7 separate regions of the Mus musculus genome follow, and all the other regions are linked to region 5. A link is a contact called in public Hi-C, HiChIP or PLAC-seq and promoter capture Hi-C data. All regions are on one chromosome and are shown on one strand. Each heading gives the region's core, a stretch centred on a gene start, on an enhancer-like site or on the middle of the called end of the contact. The rest is flanking DNA. Distances are from core to core; before and after follow the strand shown.

Region 1 (2,700 bases), core at 3-2,502, 580 kb after region 5:
ACAGAATTGCTCACTTATGTTTGGTACCTCTGCTCAAACTCCTTTTTAAAGAAATGTATTTTTAACTAGTTTACAAACTAGTGGTGTCTCCTAACAGTTTTTCATACACCCTTAGTTAGGATTAATCCACTCTCTGCCCCTCCTTTCCCTAACTCTGCTCCCACCCCCTCACGAGTTTAGTGACCTTTTCAGGAACCTAGCTTCTGTGTCCTGGATTAGCCCCTATTTCCCCATTTTTCTACCTTTTCCCTTCTTTCAGCTCACTGAGAATCTTTGCATTCTTTTTCCGCGGAGTCTCGGAACAGAGATTATTTATTCGAAGTCTCCTCTCTCTTCTAACGCACGTATTTACTGCCGTAAATTTCCCTCTCAGAGTTCCATGAGTCCCACCCCTCCCCCCTTCTGATATCTGTGCCTTCTCATTTTTATTTAAAAGCAGTTTTTCTTTTTCAGTTTCTCTTGACACTGCCTCTTTGACCAGTGAACTGTCAAGTCTTTGGGGGACTTGTTCATTCACCGCTGTTATTGATTTCTGCCTTATTTATTGGGGTCCAAGAACACACCTGTATGCTTTCAATCTTTGCAGATCTGGTGACATTTCTTTTGTGAGCCAGAATGTGCCCTGTCTCGATGGCTATCTCGGGAGTCCCTGGGGGAAGATGTGTATTCCACTGTCGTTGAATGGATATGCCAGAGAGAGAGAGAGAGGGAAAAAAAAAGATTCCTGTCCTGGATACTTCTCAGATGGCTTTCAATTTAAAAATCAATGAATCTTCTTTTTTGAATTATCTGTTTAATGTTTTTGAACCACGGTTGATCACAGGGAGCTGAAACTGTGGCGAAAGCAGGGCTTTCAGGGTGGAGACTTCCCAGACAGCCTCCTGCCCAAAGCCTCCTTACGTTAACGTCTTGTAACTAACACAGTCCCGTGTCCCGGTTAACGGCGTATTGTTACTGACAAGGTCAACATTTTATTGAGATCTCCTGAGCGTTGCTCTAGGATCCCACTCAGCGCAGCACATTTCGTCTAGTCATCACCCTCCGTAGGCCTCTCTCGGTTGTGATATTGTCTCAAACTTTGATGTCTTTAGACTTGACTAGTTTTGAGGCAGCCTTGTCAAGATGCCTCTTTATTAAAACGTGTCTGAGTCTTTTCCCGTGGTCTAACCGAGGCGGCTAGTATTGGAATGAACACTGAGAAACCATGCTGGTCAGATCCTGTCCAGGATATGCAATGTGATCACGATCAATCAGTTGGCTTTGACCTTAGTAACCAGGCCATGGCAACCTTGGCCAGCTTCCTCTCCTGCCTCACTTTGCTTTTTACACTATTTGGAAGAAGTTATCGGGTTCAGTGAGATCTTGTCTCAAAAAATAAAGTGGGGAGGGACAAAAGAAGATGCGCAAAGCTGACCTCTGGTCTCTATAATCACAAGCACAGGCAAGCAGGTGCTCGGTCTCTGATGTTGGCCCATCCCCCATCAGTTGGTGTCTCTCTCTCTCTCTCTCTCTCTCTCACACACACACACACACACACACACACAGCATTTGCAGCGTGTTTGTCTTGGGTCAGTACCATCCCTTGGGGTTAGTTCCTTTGTGCAAACAGCATGTGGTTCCCGGCCTGGAGAACTTTCTGCAGTGTAGTTTCCTTTGCTGGCGCACGTCGAGTCTGAACTTTCCAGCAATGCCAGTGTCAATGGGATGAATGCAGTGTCCTTTGAAGCTCCTGCTGCTCCTGGACTTGGCTCTGGTCTATTTTGCTTCTTTTATTTGAAACAAGAGAGCTCTATTTATATGAGAAATATTTTAGCTCTCCTTTCAGATCTTTAATGCTTTTTAAAAAAATTTTTTTTTGAGGTTTTTCGGATATCCCCGACAGAATCACCTGAAGGAAATCAACTTTCCCACAGTGTTCACTCTTAATATTTTTTTAACCTCATGTGTTTATTGGCTTGGTGTCCAGCATCTCTGCTCCTGGTTAAATTTTTAGTTCTGTCAAGCCAGGACCCTTGACCATTTTTCCTTTGGCCGTGAGCCCATAACCATGCCCAAAGCAATAAGCACTGTGTAAACACTGATGAAACGAATCGTGTCGAATCCAGTTGAGTCGGTTTCAAGGGGACTTCAAGTTACTAAAAGGTGGGACTTTAGGCTTCAGAAGTTGTTAGCAGAAAAACCCAGCTGTTGGATCACAGGCTCTGCAAGTGTGGCTCTGGGTTGCTGTCTCACCCAAACAGCCTACAAGTGCTGGCTTCAACAATGGAAGTCCTTTCCAGTGCCATGGGTTACAGGTGACTCAGGAGAACATAAGAATAATCCGGGGGTGAGCAGGTGCCTGCCAGGGGCCGTTAAAGGGGTGAGAACAATCTGCTCTTGCCTTCACTGCAAATATAGGACTGGAGCTGGAGGTTGCACAGAGGAACAAACCCGAGAGCCCTGGGAATCCAGTACAGGGCTACTGTAAGAGAGAGCAAGCCATGCAGGAGTGTTGGGAGGATGGACAGAAAGCTCCAGCCCTGGACTAACATCCAGGTGGCCTGCCTTGAGCAGAGGGCACCAACTGTAGCAGAGTGCAGTGTAGGGTCGAAGAAGGAGAACCCACAACACAGACACAGCAGACAGGGAGCTGGTTTACAGGACCAAGGTGACTTTGGTTCTGACTGGTATCCCCAGTAAGGGGCTGGTGGTGGTAGTGGC
Region 2 (2,700 bases), core at 45-2,544, 650 kb after region 5:
CCACCACTCCCAGCTTTAGTTACTTTTCTTATTGCTATGACCTAATGCAGGACAAGAAGCAACTTGAAAGTAGGAGGGTTTCTCTTGGCTTACAGTCTAAGAGTCAGGATAGTCCATCTTGGCAAGGAAGGCCCGGCAGCGGGAGAGTAAGGCATCTTGCCGCACTGTGCATGAAGGAACCAGATGACAGATCTGAGGTGAGGCCTGGCTATAAAAACTTAAGACCGTTTCTCTAACGACCCACTTCCTCTAGCAAGGCTCTATCCACTAAAAGTTTTGTAATCCTTCAAAACAGCTCCACCAGCTGGGCACAAGTGCTCAAACACACCATCCTTAAACCATAACACTCGCTTGTGGTATTCTAACCCATCTATGGTCCGACTACAGACTAAAGCCCCAGGCCCACAGGTAAACTAGGCCCACAGGTGAGAACGGTGGTGAAAGAGCCAGCTTTAATCCCCAGTTTTGCTTCTGCTCTGTTTCACTAGCAAACGGCAACCACTCGGAGACCTGCAGCGAAGGGCCCAAGCTGGTGTGTCCTTTCCCTTTCCCTTCTGTAGAGTGCAGAGAAGCCTCACCTTTTGTTTTAAGGAAACCCTGAAAAATCCCACTTCAGGCCTGAGCAGCAAAGGAGGCCGGAGGCCCCTGCACCTCAGAAGACAGTGGTTCTAGTCAGTCTGTTATTGTTAGTCACAAGAGTGTCTGCATCTGGTAATAACAGCTGTCCAGTGTCTGGAGGCCCAACAAGGTGGAAAGAATCCCAATGCAGAGCTTAAACATATACTCTATATCTAAGGAGCAACAGAATTTGAGGTGAGAGATGTTGGCTTCTATACAGAAGCAGAGCCAAGATTTGAGCACACACACACACTTCCGAGGCAGGGATTTGCTTCCATGGGGCTGAGAGGGTCCAGAGGACTGGCTCAGTAAGGTGAGTAACTCAAATAAATGATCTGATACCTCCACTCCAAGCTAACTTGAGCACCACAGAAGCCTGGCTCGTTATCGGTGCCCAGGGATGCCCACTGCTTATCTACGATTCACATTGGCACTGTAAGTGACTTGCTGGGTCTCATGTTCAGTGTATCTCCTCTCTACCAGACTGGGGCAGCCCCGGGACTACAGGGGGCAGGCAGTGCTCTTTCAGACACCCAAACATCTGTTGTTCTTGCTAAGTAAAAACAAGTGACTAGTCACAGCAAAACCATGAAAGAAAACCACAAGTGACCTAAGGATTTCTGACTCACCCTTCAACCTGGGTACTTTGTGACATTCCAACCAGAGCTCTCAGCCACCTGCAGCTGAGCTGAGAACTGCAGTCCCTTTGTCTCCCTGGCTCAGGGTAATTACCCTGCCCCCAGATGGCTTTTGCCTTCAGAACAAAATAAAGAAAAACCACCTCCCCCCACTAAGCCCAAGTGACTAAGAAAAGCTGGCAGGGACCCTCCCTCAGACCATAATTGTGGGAACCTCTTGCAAAACAATTTTAGTTGCCAGATAAACTGTGTCTTTTCCCAGCAGCCAAGTGCCACACCTTAGAGACTGGGTGAGAGATTTCTTTTGAGATATCACTGAGCAGATGTGAAGAACTGGGCCTCCTCTGTCCACTAGGGAGCGCTGTGTAGAGATGCATCCTGAGAGGCCTGAACAGCCTACATGCTGTGTGTGTGTGCAGGGCACCAAAGTGTTCTAGCTAGCAGGGTTCTGTGCTCAGGCTTGGAATTAGCAGCCTCCTGATGGGAGAGGGTTCATACTGGGTGCCAGTCAAGACCCTTTCTCTGTGGGATGGGCAACTGTGACAAGGCCATCTGTCTAAGAGGATACAGGAGCCGGACAAACACCACCTTCACGTTAGAAACAGTGCCACAGTGAGTTGTCGTGTTCTGTAACACCTAGCTCAGGCCTTTGGGGATCACACCTGACAAAACTGGAGCCAGACCTCAAGCCAAGTGCAGCTTCCAAAAATTGTATTGCATGGTTCTCTGAACACAGAAAACTTCCTTTTCCTCAACACTGCCCAATATAGATGGCCTATAAGGAACTAGGGATACGGTCAGTCTCCTCACAGCAGGGGGAAGGGCAGGAAACAAGCACAGAAAGCCTCCCCTCCATCACCTGAGCTGCTAGGCTCCTCGGTTCAGCTGCCTACAAGTGTCAGGCTGCCAACAGACGGTCTCTGCTCCCTGCACACCAACTGCTGGGTGCAATAAGCACCTCACTGCTAAAGCAGTAAGGAGTTAGCGATGCAGAGAAGATGCGCGGGCAGGGTTATGAAGGGATTGCCTAGGCAGCTCCACGGAGAAGAGCAGCCTGCACCATGATCAGGGACTGTGCATCAAGGAACCTTACTGGTTGAGAACAGTATCTTTAAGGAGGTCACCTACACAGAGAGTCTCCCTTCTGGCTAATGGTCTCTCAAAACATGACCACGCCACCTTAGGTGTGGCTGGTTCTCCCAGCTCATTTTTGTAAAATGTTTATTTATTTTTATATGTAGGGGTGTTTTAACTGTATGCATGTCTGTGTACCACATGCATGCAGTGTCTTCAGAGGCCAGAAGAGGGTGTAAGAAACTCTGCGACTGGAGTTACTGATGGTTGTGAGTTGTCATATGGGTGCTGGGAACAGAACCCAGGCCGTCTGGAAGAACAGCCAGTGCTCTTAGCCACTGAGTCATCTCTCCAGCCCCTCTTGGCCCGT
Region 3 (2,700 bases), core at 22-2,521, 620 kb after region 5:
AGGGACGGAAGAGAGACTTTGTCTTAGGGAAATATTGCATAGGATAGCATGCTGCTCTGAGAGGCAAAAAGATGGAGAGATGACCCTTGCTTCTGCAGTTGTCCTTGCATTAAAGCCACCTTTGTGCTATGGTGGCACTATACTATCTATTAACAGAACGAGGAAGGGACTAGGTAAATGGACTAGTGAATAAATGCAAGTATAAGGACCGGCATTCAGAGATCCAGGCTGCCCGTGTCAGCCAGCCTATAATTCCAACACTCAGGAGGTTGATACAGGGGCTCTTCCAGAGCAAGCTCGCTAGCTACTCAAGCCCATAGCATCAGTATCTGGGTTCAACTGAGAGACCTGGCCTCAAAGAACAAAGCAGAGCTGCCAAGGAAAACATCTAAAGCCAACATTGTACATGCATATACACCATTATCCACATGAGCCCACACACATTAGGAACATACACACTACACACACCTGCACATTAAAAAGTAAAATTTAAATAAATAAAATTTAGAGGAGTAGGTAATACTTGAGTGTAAGAAGGCCCTAGGGACTTTACAGAGCAAAGGACAACATACACAGAGACATACACACACACACAGACATACACACATAGACATACCTACACAGAAACATACGTATACACACAGATAGGTAGATATAGATATAGGTATAGGTATAGATATAGATATATACACTAAGATATGTACACACAGATACACACATATATACACATATACAAACATACATATACACATACATATGCACACATAGACATAAACATAGCCACACATAAACACATACATGCATGCACACGTGCACATGGATATACCTATACACAGACATATATATATACATACATATATATGCACACATGCACATACAAACACCCACATGTACACAAATATCTATACACACCTGACACTAGGCATCTCGGTCATTTTGTACAGTGGATTAAGGTTTGTCATTGTTATTGGAGACAACAACCTTTGTCTCCACAGCACAAGGTTAACCAGAGTAATGACTGCAAACACCTCTACAAAGTCCACACAACATAAAGTCCTAAGAACAAATGGGTTCAGGCTGGTTTTGTCCTCCCACCTCGAAATAGCCAGCTGTGGGCAGGCAGGGAGGGTTCATCCTGCAGGGCAGCAGTCTTTCCTGCTCTATCCTCCCACGCTGCACAGACAAATGCACTGTTTCCCCTAGGATAACCTCGCTGTCACTCTCTCTGCTGCTGAGTGTCACCTGACTTGAAAGTGGCTCTCTATGACCCAAAGGGTAAAGGTCTAACCGGTTTCTTCATGAAGCACTATCACTCACTGACTTACCGTGATAACGTTCCTTAAGCCAGTGTGAAAAATGGCCAAGATGCCTAATGCTGGCCTTGGGCCTGAGCAGGGAGAACATGTGTCTCCTATTCAGGAGAATGGGGGTTTCCCCCCCTCATATCTCAAGTGTCCCAGATGTTCTATGCCTTATCTATGGCTGTTCAAACAGAATGCATTGCTCATAGTCCTGGACAGTAAGTGTATGGGGAACTGACTTAGATCCTAAAAGTCCTGTTTCCCTATAAAACAACAATAGTATTAGTTCTGACAACTGTCATCCTCACAAATGTCCAGTTGAGGTAGAGAGAGAGAGAGAGAGAGAGAGAGAGAGAGAGAGAGAGAGAGGCAGAGGCAGAGGCAGAGGCAGAGACAGAGAGGTGTGTGTGTGTGGGGGGGGGGGGGGTTGTGTGCCAGTACGTTTGCCTGTGCTTGCTCATGTAGAGGCCAGAAGTTAACTTTGGTTGAATTTTTGTAAAAACATTTTTATTTATTCATTTTGTGTACATGTGGGGCTGGGGAATATGTCACGTGCATGCTACAGTGAACACATTCAGATGTGAAGACAAGTTCTGCGGGTCAGTTCTCTTCTTCCATCATGTGGATCCTGGGAATTGAACTCAGGTTGTCAGGCTTAGTGACAGACACCTTAACGCACAGAGCCTCCTCAAGAGCCTCTGATTGGCTTATTTTTTGAGATAAACTCTCACAATGAACCTAGACTGGCTAGCCAGTGAGCTCTGGGAATCCTCTTATCTCTGCTACCTTCCCTACCCAACCCTGGGGTTGCAGGTACCTGCTGCCACACCCAGGTCCTCATGCTTGAGTGGTGAGTGCTTTGCCCACTGAGCCATCCCCCGCCCCTCTCTGAGATCTTGGATTTCCCATCAAACTCTTTTTCCTTTGTGTATTCTGAATGCTGTGCACATTGTTTACCCAACCTTTGCAGAGCTTTAAGCCACGGGTCAGCCGTGTGGTGTCTCTCAGTTCACACTGAGCCCTACTGCGCCTCTGAATCCTGCTCCTCCTTCTTTCCTGACTGTAGGCTAGACACTACAAGTCTTTACCATCTCCATCCATAGAGCTCGGTGATTTCATTCTTAGACATAGTCTTGTCACTACCATAGTCTTATAAAGGACACCAAGTGTCTTAATAAAGGACACCAAGTTCTGAAAGAGCAGAGCCCTGCCTGGCGAGAGGAACCAGGATCTCTGGGAGGTACCAAGCCATGCTGGGCTGTGACAAGCTCACTCTTTGCCTCCTGCTCCTGACCCAGAACTTCTAATGCTGTCGCAAGCTCCTGAGTGTGGCGATGTCTTTATTGTTCATTAGGATATCTGATCTTGATTATCCACTTGAGAGCATCCATTTAGTATC
Region 4 (2,700 bases), core at 164-2,663, 850 kb after region 5:
GTATCTGATCCCATATACGTGGAAGTTCAAGGTGAGCCCAAAGCCATATCCTGTTGCCGGAGAACAGGGTAGAGCCTGTGTCACATGTCTCCTAAATGACACTCTGGGGGTTTGGTCTGTCACTCTGGGGGTTGGTCTGTCTGTTTATAATTCTGTAAACCTTATGGATCCATTAGTGTTGGAATTTTACAAGACAATTCTCATTTTTACTTTAGAAAATGATGTAATAATGGGCTCTTGGTGTGTGTGTGTGTGTGCACATGTGCCCATGTGCGTGTGTGCACGAGCCCAGAGGATTGTGCATGCTAAGCATTTGCTCCACTATGGGGCCTTTATTGCCTAAGTGTTGCTAAGAGGTGCCACCTTCCACAGTGTCCTTGGCAGCATCGCCATCTTATTACCCCTCTGCCGCACCTTCCACATCCCATTCCCACCAAAAGGCTTTTCCAATGCCCATTCCCTTGTGCACATGAACTTGATGCCCAGGACCACTGCAGAAGGCTTGAGAGAGGGGGGAGGAAGGGACAAAGGAGAGAGTGATACTTACAATGGGTAAGAATGGAGGGAAGAGACAGAAACACTGCCCCTCGGATGAGAATCATAGGGACCTTTGCTTTGGACCCATTCCAGACTGGACAGCTGATGCCAGGATTATGTGGGCATCAGTCAACAAGAGGGCATCCCTACATTTGGAATTAATCTTGTAAAATACAGTATTTAATAGACAACTTACTTATCAGGATCCCAGGAAAGTACACAAGTTGGAGGAAAGTCTGAATCTTGAAAGCTTTGAAACGGAAGAAAAGAAAAAGAATCCTATTATCCTGTGTGGAACCAGATTTGTGAGACACGAGTTTATAAAACCCATGATTAAGTGTTGGGGCTAGCCAGCTTGCCCTGGTAAAATTTTGGGCATGTAGTCCAAACAAGTAATCATTGGCTTTCTTTGAAAATTCCCCAGCTCCCTTGTGGGCCAGATTTTGGAGTTTCAGTAGATTTTAGGATTATAGCTATAGAACTTTGCTGATTATGTCTTCAAGTAACAACTGCTTGCTATAAACGCTTTAGTTTTACACAAATACATGTGTGTGCGGGTGGTTGGGGGTGGACTTCAGAGTCCAGAAGAAGACGCTAGAGCCCTTGAGCTGGAGTTATGGTAGTTGCAAGCTGCCTGATGTGGCTCCTGAGATGAACTTAGATCCCCTGGAAGAGTGGCGAGCACTCTTAAATGCAGCCATCTTCCCTGCTTGCTCTGCTTGTTTTGGTGAGAAATACGGCCAACTTGCCAACCAGTGCCAAGCCCTTGAGCAACAAACACCTGATTTAAAAGCCGGCTATGGATTCCATTCTGGCCAAAGCAGATGAATCACCACTCACAGTGCCTAGAAAAAAAAGTGTCCTAGAAAGCTGGCTGGGGATAGACTGGGAGTCAGAAACCTCTGCCCTCTTTCTTACTCTACTTGGAGGTGACAATTGGCTATGTCAGACCTGGGGAAACCCCCGATCCCTGTCTTTAAAGCTCTGCTTCTGGTTAAAGCATACTCTGCCCTGCTCTCTCTGCAGGACTCCCTTACTTTATTAAGCAGCCTGAGAGTGTGAATGTCACCAGAAACACAGCCTTCAACCTCACCTGCCAGGCCGTGGGCCCTCCTGAGCCCGTCAATATCTTCTGGGTTCAAAATAGCAGCCGTGTTAATGAAAAACCGGAAAGGTCCCCGTCTGTCCTAACCGTACCTGGTAAGTCTAAGCATTATGCTTATGTATTGCATGCATGCATGCATTCATGTGTTTCTTCCCCTCTAACTGTAAAGGTGACAAAACTTTGGTGCCGATTGCTATACCCCAACAGTGGTCAATCAAGAAGGGCAAAAGCAGGTATGGGAACACTAGAGAGGAGTAGGTATATTGGAAAGGAAGTGGGATGTCCAGTTGCCTCCCTTGACAGAATCTAGCCCAGGCATCCAGAGCCCTGCTCACATCTCCATGGCACTGTGGCCTTGCCTTCCTGGCAGGAACTACCCTATAGAAACACTAAAGTAAAGACCTAATTGAGGTTGGATGCTAAGAAAGTGGATCGGTCACGGAGCACTGTGGCAGGAAGTTTGTGAGTCATGGTGGGACTGCTGGTGAATTGACATTCCATGGTCATCTTGATCTCCATCCAAACCAGAATGCCTTGGCTGTGCTCCTGCTCTTGGGCTGCCACTGAAGTTTCCGGTGCCGCTTAAGCCAATGGGCTCCTCTGTGGCTCCCCTGGTTCCCATTTCTGAGCTCCATCTGATGATGTGGCCATGCTCCATCCTTTCTTCCTTTCTCATGCATTCAGCGAGTGTTCAGGAGGGTCCGCTGTGTGCCCGAGGCAGATCTAGGCCTGAGGTCTCAGTGGTGGACGTTTTAAAAGGCACATGATCCTGGCTGTCTTCCCTCTTCACTGCATCTTCTTTGTTGTCAGGCCAGTTCTGAACATCGGGTGCCCAGCTCAGTCCTGGCCCAGCTCCTTTTCCCTCCGAGGCACACCCTCCTGGCTGAGTTCCTCGGGCAGTTTCAATGCCATCTGTGGGATGGCTGCCTGGAACTTTATGTCTTGGGCCCTGCCCTCTCTACTGAGCTCCCGCTCCTGTGTCCAGCCGTCTCCTTAGCTTAAATACTTGTTGAGTGTGTGTGCCTTTTAAAATGCAAGTCGTTCCCCTCAATCTTCTG
Region 5 (2,700 bases), core at 25-2,524:
TATGGCGTGGAACCTTCCCAGGACCAACCACCAGAGGGCAGCAAAGACCAATTTGCGGATTGTTTCCTGACTGCTTATTTGCTTTGCTTTGGGTGTCAGAAGTGGCTGGAATTTTGCCGTTGTCAGCGGTTTATTCGGCTTCTTATCAACCACAAGTGCTGACTTTAAAAGGGCAATGGTCACTGTGAGAGTGGGGGAGCCTCAGCTGTGTGATTGCTGGGCTCAAGATCAAGCTTGTAAATAAGCTATGGTTATTTTGATGACTCCAGGGCATAATTTGACTCATAAATGTCTCCTAAAATCAAATGAACCCAACAAAACCAAAGCCCGTTGTATCACTTTGGATGGGTATAAAAATGCTTACACATTGTCGTGTTGACTCTATGGCAATTGCTTATGTTTTTACAACAGAAACGTAAACATTTATCTTTATTTTGAGTCAGGGTCTTGCAATGTATCTCTGCCTGGCTTTGAACTCCCCTTATAGACCAGGTTGGCCTCTAACTCAGAGAGATATCCCTGCCTCTTCAGGCCAGTTACTGGGATTAAAGACATATATACCGCAATATTTATCTTTTAAAAGATTAATCTGCCGCACTTTCCTCCAAAGTGAGGAGCCAGAGCTCAGTACAGCTAGAGATAAGCTTGTGTGTTGAAAGTGTGTGGAAGAACTACCGTTTTGAGCGCAGTTCCTTTTATATGGGCCCAATTTGTTCCCTTTCAGCACTGCGATGATGATAGAGATGACCTGGTGCATACCCCACAGAGACTCAGAGTGTACCAAAGAAACTAGACCATTGAAAGGGAGCATCCAGGGTTACCCTGGCAAGGGGACAGGGGCAGGTGGTGGTCGGGATCCAGGGCTAGCACCTTATAGAAGGAAAGCCCTAGGGTATTGTGGGTTGGAAGGGACCTCGGAGATTGTGTTCTATACTAAGCCCCACTGCTCTCCATGGTTGGGATTGAATCTAAGAATTCCTACATGAAGAATACAAACTCGGTCGCTCAGCTGCGCCCCACCCCCTCTTTTATAGAAATATTTCCGAGTAAGGCCTCTTGATCCCTGGCAGAGTGACCTAGAGTTGGCATGCAGCCCATCTTTCTTGAGTCACACAGCTAGGTCGTGCTTACAGATAGATGGACACTCTCAGCGCCTGTGGTAGGAGTGGAGTTTTTCAGTGCTGAAGGAGAGGGAAGTCCTTGGGCGTTCCTCCCTGTTTGATGTGGCATAGGGAACTTTAGCTGCTGTGACTGTGCCAGCAGTTCAAGGATCAGCACTGCTTGTCAGTGAGTCATCAGAGGCCAAACAGGCCTCTGGGAACCCAGCCTTCTGAGGCTCCAGGTACAGCCACGGCAGCCATGGGGACTGGGACACATGGCTGTGGACTGTTTTTCAGATGTTCCTTGCTTGGGTCCTGCTAGGAAGGAAGCTGGCCTTCCTCAGCTCTGTGGCCCACTTACTTGGGACAGAGGGTATCTGGGCTACAGCTGTAGGGAGCTGCATTGTTTCATGGAGACTGTCACCTGTCACTGGGAATCATCGTCTGTGCCACCTGGAAGGTTGGACAATGACAACCGATGGCTGGCAGGTTTTCCTCAGTGTTTCTGCCTGAAGCCATTTCCATGTAAGATGGTCCCTGTGAAGGGGACTGTCCCTTTTCTTCACATTTCACTCTGTCATGTTTCTGTCCCTTGCTTTAGTAGATTCACAGAGAAAGGGATTGAAAGAGAAAAGCCACAACTGTGGCTGGCTTTTGTTGAGAGCTTCCTGTTAAGGGACAGCATTTGAAGCATGCTATGAGCAATCACAGTTCATCTCGGCAGTCCTGTAAGGTGGATATTCTCATGAGTCTTGTATTTAGTTGAGAAATGTTGTGATCTAAAACAACATAGCAGTTTGTCCAGGGTTTGTCAGGGCTCACAGTTCACTAGGGTCCAGTTCTTACCGTGCAGGCAGGGTAGTTTTCAGGTGATAAGTCTTTGAGTGTCTTGCATAAGCCCTAGCCACAGCTGCTCCTGGATCACTGTGTGGTATACAGTCATGTTTGCTTTGATTAACTGAGCTTAACCAAAGATTTAAAAATTGTCTACATTGAAAGTCATAGAGATTCTACCCAAACTGGAATTTGTCAGATGTCAGCTGGCTAGTGGCAGGGCCAGAATCTAGGCCTCCACCCCATCTAGTGGCTCTATAGTAGGCTGCTGGCTTTTTCTAAGAGTAGTACCTTTCCGTGGTCCCAAGCATCTGTGTGCCAGGAGGGCTAATGAAGGGCTGAGGCCCGAGGCTTCTTCATACAGATGTTCTTTTATGGGGAAAGGAGCCATTTATGGCAAACATTTATGGAAGGTGTCCAGAGGAATTTTAAAAAACTCAATCCACTGTAATAATTTTCTTTCTTTTTTTCTGTTTGTTTGTTTATTTGTTTTTCAAGACAGGGTTTCTCTGTGTAGCCCTGGCTGTCCTGGAACTCACTTTGTAGACCAGGCTGGCCTTGAACTCAGAAATCCACCTGCCTCTGCCTCCCAAGTGCTGGGACTAAAGGCATGCGCCACCACTGCCCGGCTTGTAATAATTTTCTATGCCTAGTCTACAATAAACTTTAATAGGTCAAAAAAGGTTTATCTCTCATTATAGATATTTAAAAATTCCCTGGGCCTTTTTAGTCAGACACCACAAAACTCTGAGGGGAGGAGCAAGAT
Region 6 (2,700 bases), core at 83-2,582, 720 kb after region 5:
ATTTTAACTTTGGGCTCCTATCTTATATAGCAGTTTGCTAAAATATGGGGTGGGGGGTGGGGAGTGTTTGTTTTGTTGGCATCTTTAGAATCTCGTTTCCTTAGGAACCGCTCTATTTCCATTAAGTGGTTTAAGTCTTGAGCAGCTGTTTGTCTTATGAGGCTTTGAATTATATAATTGTTTTTCCAGAATAATCTTTCCTTAGTGGACAGGAAATGAATGGCTCATGTCTTTTGCTGGGCCTTGAGAAAAGCCCATTAGTCAGTTTTCTGAAATTAAGAAATGGCCTTGGCTATCCTTGGATGACCTATATTCATGAGCCACATGACTCTCCCTTCCACAACATCTACATTTTACAGGAAACCTTTCCCCTGAACTATTACTAGTATAGAAGAATTTATCCTTAAGAACTGTTTGTTCACGGTCCTTTAGGGAATGACATGGTCTTTCACAATGGGCATTTTGTTTTTAAACCTCCTGTAATTGTTTGCCTAACTATAACCCAATTGTGAGCATTTACTTCTATGTCTGCAGTAGTTTTACTCCATTCATAAAAGTTTTATTCCATTCAGCATTAGCATTCTCAAAAGCTAGAGACTCAATTAAACCTTCTCCAGCATTTGGATCTGACACCACTGTACTCAGAGTTATAGTTAATCTTAGTTAAAAAAAAAGTCAGTGAAAGGTTCATTTGAACCCTGGGTTATCTTTGTAAATGATTCAGATCGTCCCTGTAGTTCAACCTTGTCCCAAGCATTTAGGAAAAAGCCAATTATTAAGGTTAAAATTGAGGATTGTTAACGTGATGTCATAATAAGTAATATGCTCTCTCTTCTATATCTATTCTATTTCTACCTTGGAATCATTTTAAAGAGCATTAGACAAACTCCAAAACCTGTTAGTGTCTCTCATCTTTACATGCCTATATCTTTAAACTTACCTTTTTTTTTTTACTTATATGTATATGCTAATTTTAATATCCAATTCCTTTTTAGTAAGTACACTGTAGCTGTCTTCAGACACTCCAGAAGATGGCGTCAGAGCTCATTAAGGATGGTTGTGAGCTGCCATTTGGTTGCTAGGATTCGAACTCAGGACCTTCGGAAGAGCAGTCAGTGCTCTTAACCCCTGAGCCATCTCACCAGCTCCCCTTTTTAGTTTTAAAATACAATTGTTTTACCTTTCTCGAGTTTCAGTGTGCTCAGATTCCTTTGTCTCCCTCTGTTCTTCAGCTCAGGATACTGCAGTGTTTCCTGCTCCTAGGTTTACAGGGATGGGCGAATCTGTTTCTGTCTCTGGGTCCCAGCAGTCCGGAGCTCTTGTGTATTTGCACAGATACACGTTGTGACCTTTCCCCACTCTGGAAAGGCGGGGTAAACCCTGCCTTATGCCATCAGGGTTTCACTGAGGGCTGTTTTTTAAACCTCTGAATTCTGGCTGCATGATCTGGATGACTGACCCCTGTCCCTGTGGCCCGTTGCAGGTGTTTCCCAGGCAGGTCCCCACCAGCTACAGTGAGGGAGAGGTCTTCTTTGGTCCACAGAAAAGTGTGCCAAAGTTCAGCAAGTGTTGTAACCTTAAAAGTGCTCCTCTGCTCCTTCAGTGGCAGCAGGCAGGCTCTTTGCTCCTTCAGTGGCAGCAGGCAGGCAGGCAGGCTCTTTTGGTCTGAGACACTGCATGCTCACTGGCCTCAAATTGTTTATTCACTTTCCATCCAGGACTTTATCTGTTTAGTATGAAATTAAAAGGTTTGGATTTCTTGCCTTATATGTTTAGTGTCATCTGTTAAAAACCAAGTTTTCCTCCTGACCCCAAGCTCCCAAATAAGAACCTGCATGCAACCATCTTCTTTCTGTGGATTTGCTCCTCCCCAGCCTAGAATCCTTACTGCCTATCAGATGTCCCACCTTCTATTTCCTGCTTCAGCTTCAGGCAAATCAGCTTTTAACTGACAGGTACTGCATCCATACAGTACACAGGAGCTTTTCTCTATACACACATGCACCCAAACACCAGAGAATCACTGGCATACCAAAGTAATGACATTGCTAAAGTCCAACTTTAGCAATATAATGAGTTTATTGGGGTCACTTGTAGGAATAGGGGTTTGTGTTGTTCCAGGAGCAGGAACGACTCAAAAAGCAGCTCTATCACCAAAGCCCACATCATCATGGGTAACAACTCTACACAACTTGCAGGCTGCTTGACTAGTCAGGGAATCTCCTCTCCCAGGCAGCCAGGCCTTCTCTGGGGAGCTCTGCTGGTAAGTCAATCTGTCCCATTCTGTCCTGTTCCCATACAGTTCCATTTCTACAACCTTGGGAAAGCACTTTGTGACTCTTAAGCTTCAGCTTCCTAAGACACGTGATGCTTATTTAGTGTCTTGGGGCTCCCCTCCCCTTCTTCCTGGAAGGATGTTTCAAGCAGAAGAAAATTACCATGTAACACTAGCTGCTGGCTTCTGTCCTTGTTTTAGGTACCCACCCTCCACCTATGAGGTGACCATGACACCATGACCCAACATGTCTTGAGTTCTTAAAACACGTGGTCTGCAGCCTCACAAGGCAGAGACTTGAGACATCATTAGCTACAGAGAAAAGCTAGCAGCTCAGCTAAACATTGGAGTATAAAAGAACAGGAATTAAGATCTGGCAGGTGCTTATAAATCTTACTAAATTTATTATGAAGTTCCTGTTTTAA
Region 7 (2,700 bases), core at 116-2,615, 940 kb after region 5:
TCAGGGGAATGAGGTGGAGAGCAATAAATCAGGACACCAGTGTCGTCTGGTGCATAAGCATGTGCACTGCACAGAGTGACAGTTTAGAGTAGCACCCTGATCATCCGAGCTAGAACATGTGCTCTCTCCTTTTTTTTCTTTCTAATTTTCCTTTTTGGAAAAAGAAAATTTCCCATTCTCTAATTATATTAAAACAATACCAAGATATGGGTAAGGGCACCTTAAGTGTCGCCAGTGATTTTAATATTTTACTTTTCTGAGTTTTGTTTTTTTCTCTCCTTGGAAAAAAGAAAAGAAAGGCTCTTGAGCCCCAGAGAGTAAGTCTGTGGTATCTGTAGTCTGTGCTCTCCTCTTCTCTTCACCCTGCAAAAGCTTCCTATGATCAAAGGAGGTCCTACCATGGTTTGCACAGTGGGATGCTTGAAGCTGGCTAGGCTGCTGTTTCAGATATGTGCGTTGGCTTGGAGAAGATAGAGACAAACGGGTCACAGGAGTGAGCACTTGGTCTTACCACTGACACTTTGAAGATTTCAAAGGGGTAAAAATGTCCTTTTGAATGCAGTTACAAATGAGTTTGGCATCAATTATTAACAGGCATAGTGATGCTAGCCAACTCTAGGGAAAAAAACTGAATTGAAATATACATGCCACTTTGGACTCATGTTGCTATTTATTGGAGCTGAGTGGTGGATTCATAGTAATTTATCACACTAATTTCTCTCTGTTGAGGAATGTTTGAAATTTCTGAAAAAAGCATATCTACAAAAGACTAAACAAAGGCCAACATGGAGGACTACGTGGTAGAGCTGTTCCTGCTATATATGGCTTGTGTATACATGCACAGAGATGTTTGCATATGTGCTCTAAGTCAGATATCGAAGTGCTGGGGGTGTATCCCAGTGGTGGTAAATTGCCTAGCTTACATAGGCCCTGGACTCCTTCCCAAGTACTGTCAGGGTCAGGGGGAGGTCGTATAAGATGATAAAGCATTAGGGTTGGAACAGGACTGAGTGTCAGAGAAGGTAGCTCATCCCCTTTCTGTTCTGGGAAGGATCTCTTACCTAGAGAGAGCAAGGGTGGTATGGACTGAAGAATAGCAAAACCCAGAGGTCTATGAAGAAATGAAATACCACTTGGGGCCATCAGAGAATCCAAGTCCTTCATCTGAGGTGTCATCAAAGGGGTTAGCAAAGAAACTATGAGTCACTGTCAGTATGTTTGAAGAGTCCTACAAAGCCCATGTACTAAACATTTTTGACTTTGCACACCACATGATCTCTGATGACTCAGCTCTGACCTGAGTAAAACACAGCCACAGACAACAATAAGCAAGTAAGCATGTCTGTGTTATGATAAAACTTGGCTTACAGAAATATGCAAGGACAGATTTCAACATCAAGTCTGGACTCCATAACAGAGTCCCCAGAGCCACGAGTGCTCCTGGTCTCTCTGTTTTATACTCCGACATTGCACTCTACTGCATATACACTGTGCTTTCCTCTCTTTTTGTGCTTCCCAAGGGCTATATTTGCCCTTTTCTTCCTCCACATATATCCACTTAGTCTGTAAATCCTCATTTCCAGACCAGTTATGTGCCCCCCAGATGTGTATTAGGTTGCTCTTTCTCCTAGTCCCAGGGTTACTGTGTCACATGCAGCCCTCCCCGTGCTGAGTTGTGTCTGCTTACATGTCCTAGCCAGAGTTCAAAGTCTATGCAGATAGAGCTCAAGGTGCCTCTCATATATATAGCAGGAGCACAATGAATACTTGCATTTCTTTTTATGGGTTAGAGTTTGAACCCAGCGCCTTGTGCATTCTAGACCAGTACTGTAAGTATACATCTTAAGTGAATAAATGACAAAGGTACTAGAAAAAAGAGAACTTCAGAGGGCATGATGGCTTTCAGATATTTGCTGTACATGAAGAGGGATGTAGCTGGAGGGGAGCTCTGATAGGTTTCAGGTTGACATAAGAAAACTGCCCAATAGAGCTAGCTGATCACACCTGTGGTGAGTCCTCAGGAGGTAGTGTTGCCTTTCACTGAGGCCTGGAATATCAGTTGATGTCAATGTTGATGCACAGTAATTTTTTAGCGTGTGTCAATGTCACTGTACAGGTCTTCAAGAGTACACACAACCAGTTGTTTTCTTTTCTTGTTCCTCAGCTCAAGGTTTACTGATATTTGCAGAGCTGATATCTGCAGTTAAGAGGACATTGGCTCGCCTGCTTGTGATCATTGTGAGCTTGGGTTATGGCATTGTGAAGTAAGTATTGCTGTGATGAACAGCTCTCGACAACTCTCCAGTCTAGTGCTTCAGCTCATGTGTACCAGGACCTCTGTGGAACTGGGGGCTTGTCAGTTGCTACCTGAATCCCCAAGGGGAAACTCTGCGGGAACATGGGTTTAAAAAAAAAACTTGAATGGACTAGCCATTTTATATTGTCTCCAAATGAAGATCCGGAATTGAATCCCTGTAGCCAAGGTGTCCTGAGCATCCTAAGTGTGGAGATTATAAGCATTGCCACCACACCTTAACTTTAGTGGTCTATGTCTTACTGTAAAGGTGCAGCAAATCCAGACCCAGAGTTTGGAACCGTAATAACTAGAGACCACCATTTATTTTCTAGTGGACATTCCATCCTCTTTTGCCCTACAGACCACAAGGCCATGAAGTTCTGGACACCCTGTTCTAACATGAG

Evidence for each region. Promoter capture Hi-C pulls out the DNA fragments that hold promoters and counts their contacts. Hi-C and Micro-C count contacts between places; a contact is called where the count stands out from the background. HiChIP or PLAC-seq counts read pairs in DNA pulled down with a chosen protein or histone mark.
Region 1: a contact with region 5 is called in a Hi-C map of liver, with 2.2 times the contacts expected there. The contact joins two enhancer-like sites. A contact is called at or near these places in 2 of 15 datasets of contacts at CTCF or cohesin (the NIH/3T3 cell line and large pre-B cells), 2 of 484 Hi-C or Micro-C datasets (bone marrow-derived macrophages and liver), 5 of 115 datasets of contacts at active chromatin or transcription factors (CD8 T cells, SST interneurons, T-cell acute lymphoblastic leukemia and 2 more) and 1 of 9 other capture datasets (bone marrow-derived macrophages).
Region 2: a FOXA1 HiChIP or PLAC-seq map of pancreatic cancer cells shows a contact between it and region 5. The contact joins two enhancer-like sites. A contact is called at or near these places in 11 of 39 promoter capture datasets (the C10 cell line, the HPC-7 cell line, cranial neural crest and 8 more), 1 of 15 datasets of contacts at CTCF or cohesin (the NIH/3T3 cell line), 2 of 484 Hi-C or Micro-C datasets (bone marrow-derived macrophages and embryonic fibroblasts) and 6 of 115 datasets of contacts at active chromatin or transcription factors (T-cell acute lymphoblastic leukemia, Th17 cells, acute myeloid leukemia and 3 more).
Region 3: a contact with region 5 is called in a promoter capture Hi-C map of liver. The contact joins two enhancer-like sites. A contact is called at or near these places in 12 of 39 promoter capture datasets (the C10 cell line, the HPC-7 cell line, cranial neural crest and 8 more), 4 of 484 Hi-C or Micro-C datasets (the HL-1 cell line, LSK cells, bone marrow-derived macrophages and 1 more) and 1 of 115 datasets of contacts at active chromatin or transcription factors (CD8 T cells).
Region 4: a FOXA1 HiChIP or PLAC-seq map of pancreatic cancer cells shows a contact between it and region 5. The contact joins two enhancer-like sites. A contact is called at or near these places in 2 of 39 promoter capture datasets (liver and stem cell-derived epiblast-like cells), 1 of 484 Hi-C or Micro-C datasets (the G1E-ER4 cell line) and 1 of 115 datasets of contacts at active chromatin or transcription factors (pancreatic cancer cells).
Region 6: a contact with region 5 is called in a promoter capture Hi-C map of liver. The contact joins two enhancer-like sites. A contact is called at or near these places in 11 of 39 promoter capture datasets (the C10 cell line, the HPC-7 cell line, cranial neural crest and 8 more), 2 of 15 datasets of contacts at CTCF or cohesin (CD8 T cells and embryonic stem cells), 7 of 484 Hi-C or Micro-C datasets (the MC38 cell line, bone marrow-derived macrophages, embryonic fibroblasts and 4 more) and 1 of 115 datasets of contacts at active chromatin or transcription factors (cardiomyocytes).
Region 7: a promoter capture Hi-C map of liver shows a contact between it and region 5, with 1.9 times the contacts expected there. The contact joins two enhancer-like sites. A contact is called at or near these places in 5 of 39 promoter capture datasets (the 3T3-L1 cell line, 3T3-L1-derived adipocytes, hippocampal neurons and 1 more).

The regions. Positions count from the first base shown.
Region 1 is chr2:128,472,154-128,474,853 of GRCm38.p6, forward strand. No RefSeq gene overlaps it. Among named protein-coding and RNA genes, the nearest start is that of Gm36154, 7.0 kb to the left of the region's middle. Within about 2 kb of position 1,253, at least 6 of the 459 cell types and tissues checked have an H3K27ac peak or open chromatin away from gene starts, as enhancers often do. A contact at or near this core is called in liver, where this site is marked.
Region 2 is chr2:128,543,442-128,546,141 of GRCm38.p6, forward strand. The region is part of intron 1 of Gm39928 (a long non-coding RNA gene); the gene reads right to left. Among named protein-coding and RNA genes, the nearest start is that of Gm39928, 4.9 kb to the right of the region's middle. Within about 2 kb of position 1,295, at least 140 of the 459 cell types and tissues checked have an H3K27ac peak or open chromatin away from gene starts, as enhancers often do. A contact at or near this core is called in T-cell acute lymphoblastic leukemia and pancreatic cancer cells, where this site is marked.
Region 3 is chr2:128,511,815-128,514,514 of GRCm38.p6, forward strand. All of the region lies in intron 1 of Gm39928 (a long non-coding RNA gene), which reads right to left. Among named protein-coding and RNA genes, the nearest start is that of Gm39927, 8.7 kb to the right of the region's middle. Within about 2 kb of position 1,272, at least 5 of the 459 cell types and tissues checked have an H3K27ac peak or open chromatin away from gene starts, as enhancers often do. A contact at or near this core is called in liver, where this site is marked.
Region 4 is chr2:128,736,633-128,739,332 of GRCm38.p6, forward strand. It overlaps Mertk (MER proto-oncogene tyrosine kinase), which reads left to right. Exons shown (of 19, transcript NM_008587.2): 3 at 1-31; 4 at 1,564-1,737. Among named protein-coding and RNA genes, the nearest start is that of Mertk, 39 kb to the left of the region's middle. Within about 2 kb of position 1,414, at least 100 of the 459 cell types and tissues checked have an H3K27ac peak or open chromatin away from gene starts, as enhancers often do. A contact at or near this core is called in liver and pancreatic cancer cells, where this site is marked.
Region 5 is chr2:127,889,552-127,892,251 of GRCm38.p6, forward strand. All of the region lies in intron 8 of Acoxl (acyl-Coenzyme A oxidase-like), which reads left to right. Among named protein-coding and RNA genes, the nearest start is that of Acoxl, 36 kb to the left of the region's middle. Within about 2 kb of position 1,275, at least 43 of the 459 cell types and tissues checked have an H3K27ac peak or open chromatin away from gene starts, as enhancers often do. A contact at or near this core is called in T-cell acute lymphoblastic leukemia, liver and pancreatic cancer cells, where this site is marked.
Region 6 is chr2:128,608,044-128,610,743 of GRCm38.p6, forward strand. Anapc1 (anaphase promoting complex subunit 1) reads right to left here. Exons shown (of 48, transcript NM_008569.2): 48 at 2,040-2,700. Among named protein-coding and RNA genes, the nearest start is that of Gm39929, 4.0 kb to the left of the region's middle. Within about 2 kb of position 1,333, at least 3 of the 459 cell types and tissues checked have an H3K27ac peak or open chromatin away from gene starts, as enhancers often do. A contact at or near this core is called in liver, where this site is marked.
Region 7 is chr2:128,831,951-128,834,650 of GRCm38.p6, forward strand. Tmem87b (transmembrane protein 87B) reads left to right here. Exons shown (of 19, transcript NM_001355629.1): 9 at 2,165-2,264. Among named protein-coding and RNA genes, the nearest start is that of Tmem87b, 15 kb to the left of the region's middle. Within about 2 kb of position 1,366, at least 42 of the 459 cell types and tissues checked have an H3K27ac peak or open chromatin away from gene starts, as enhancers often do. A contact at or near this core is called in liver, where this site is marked.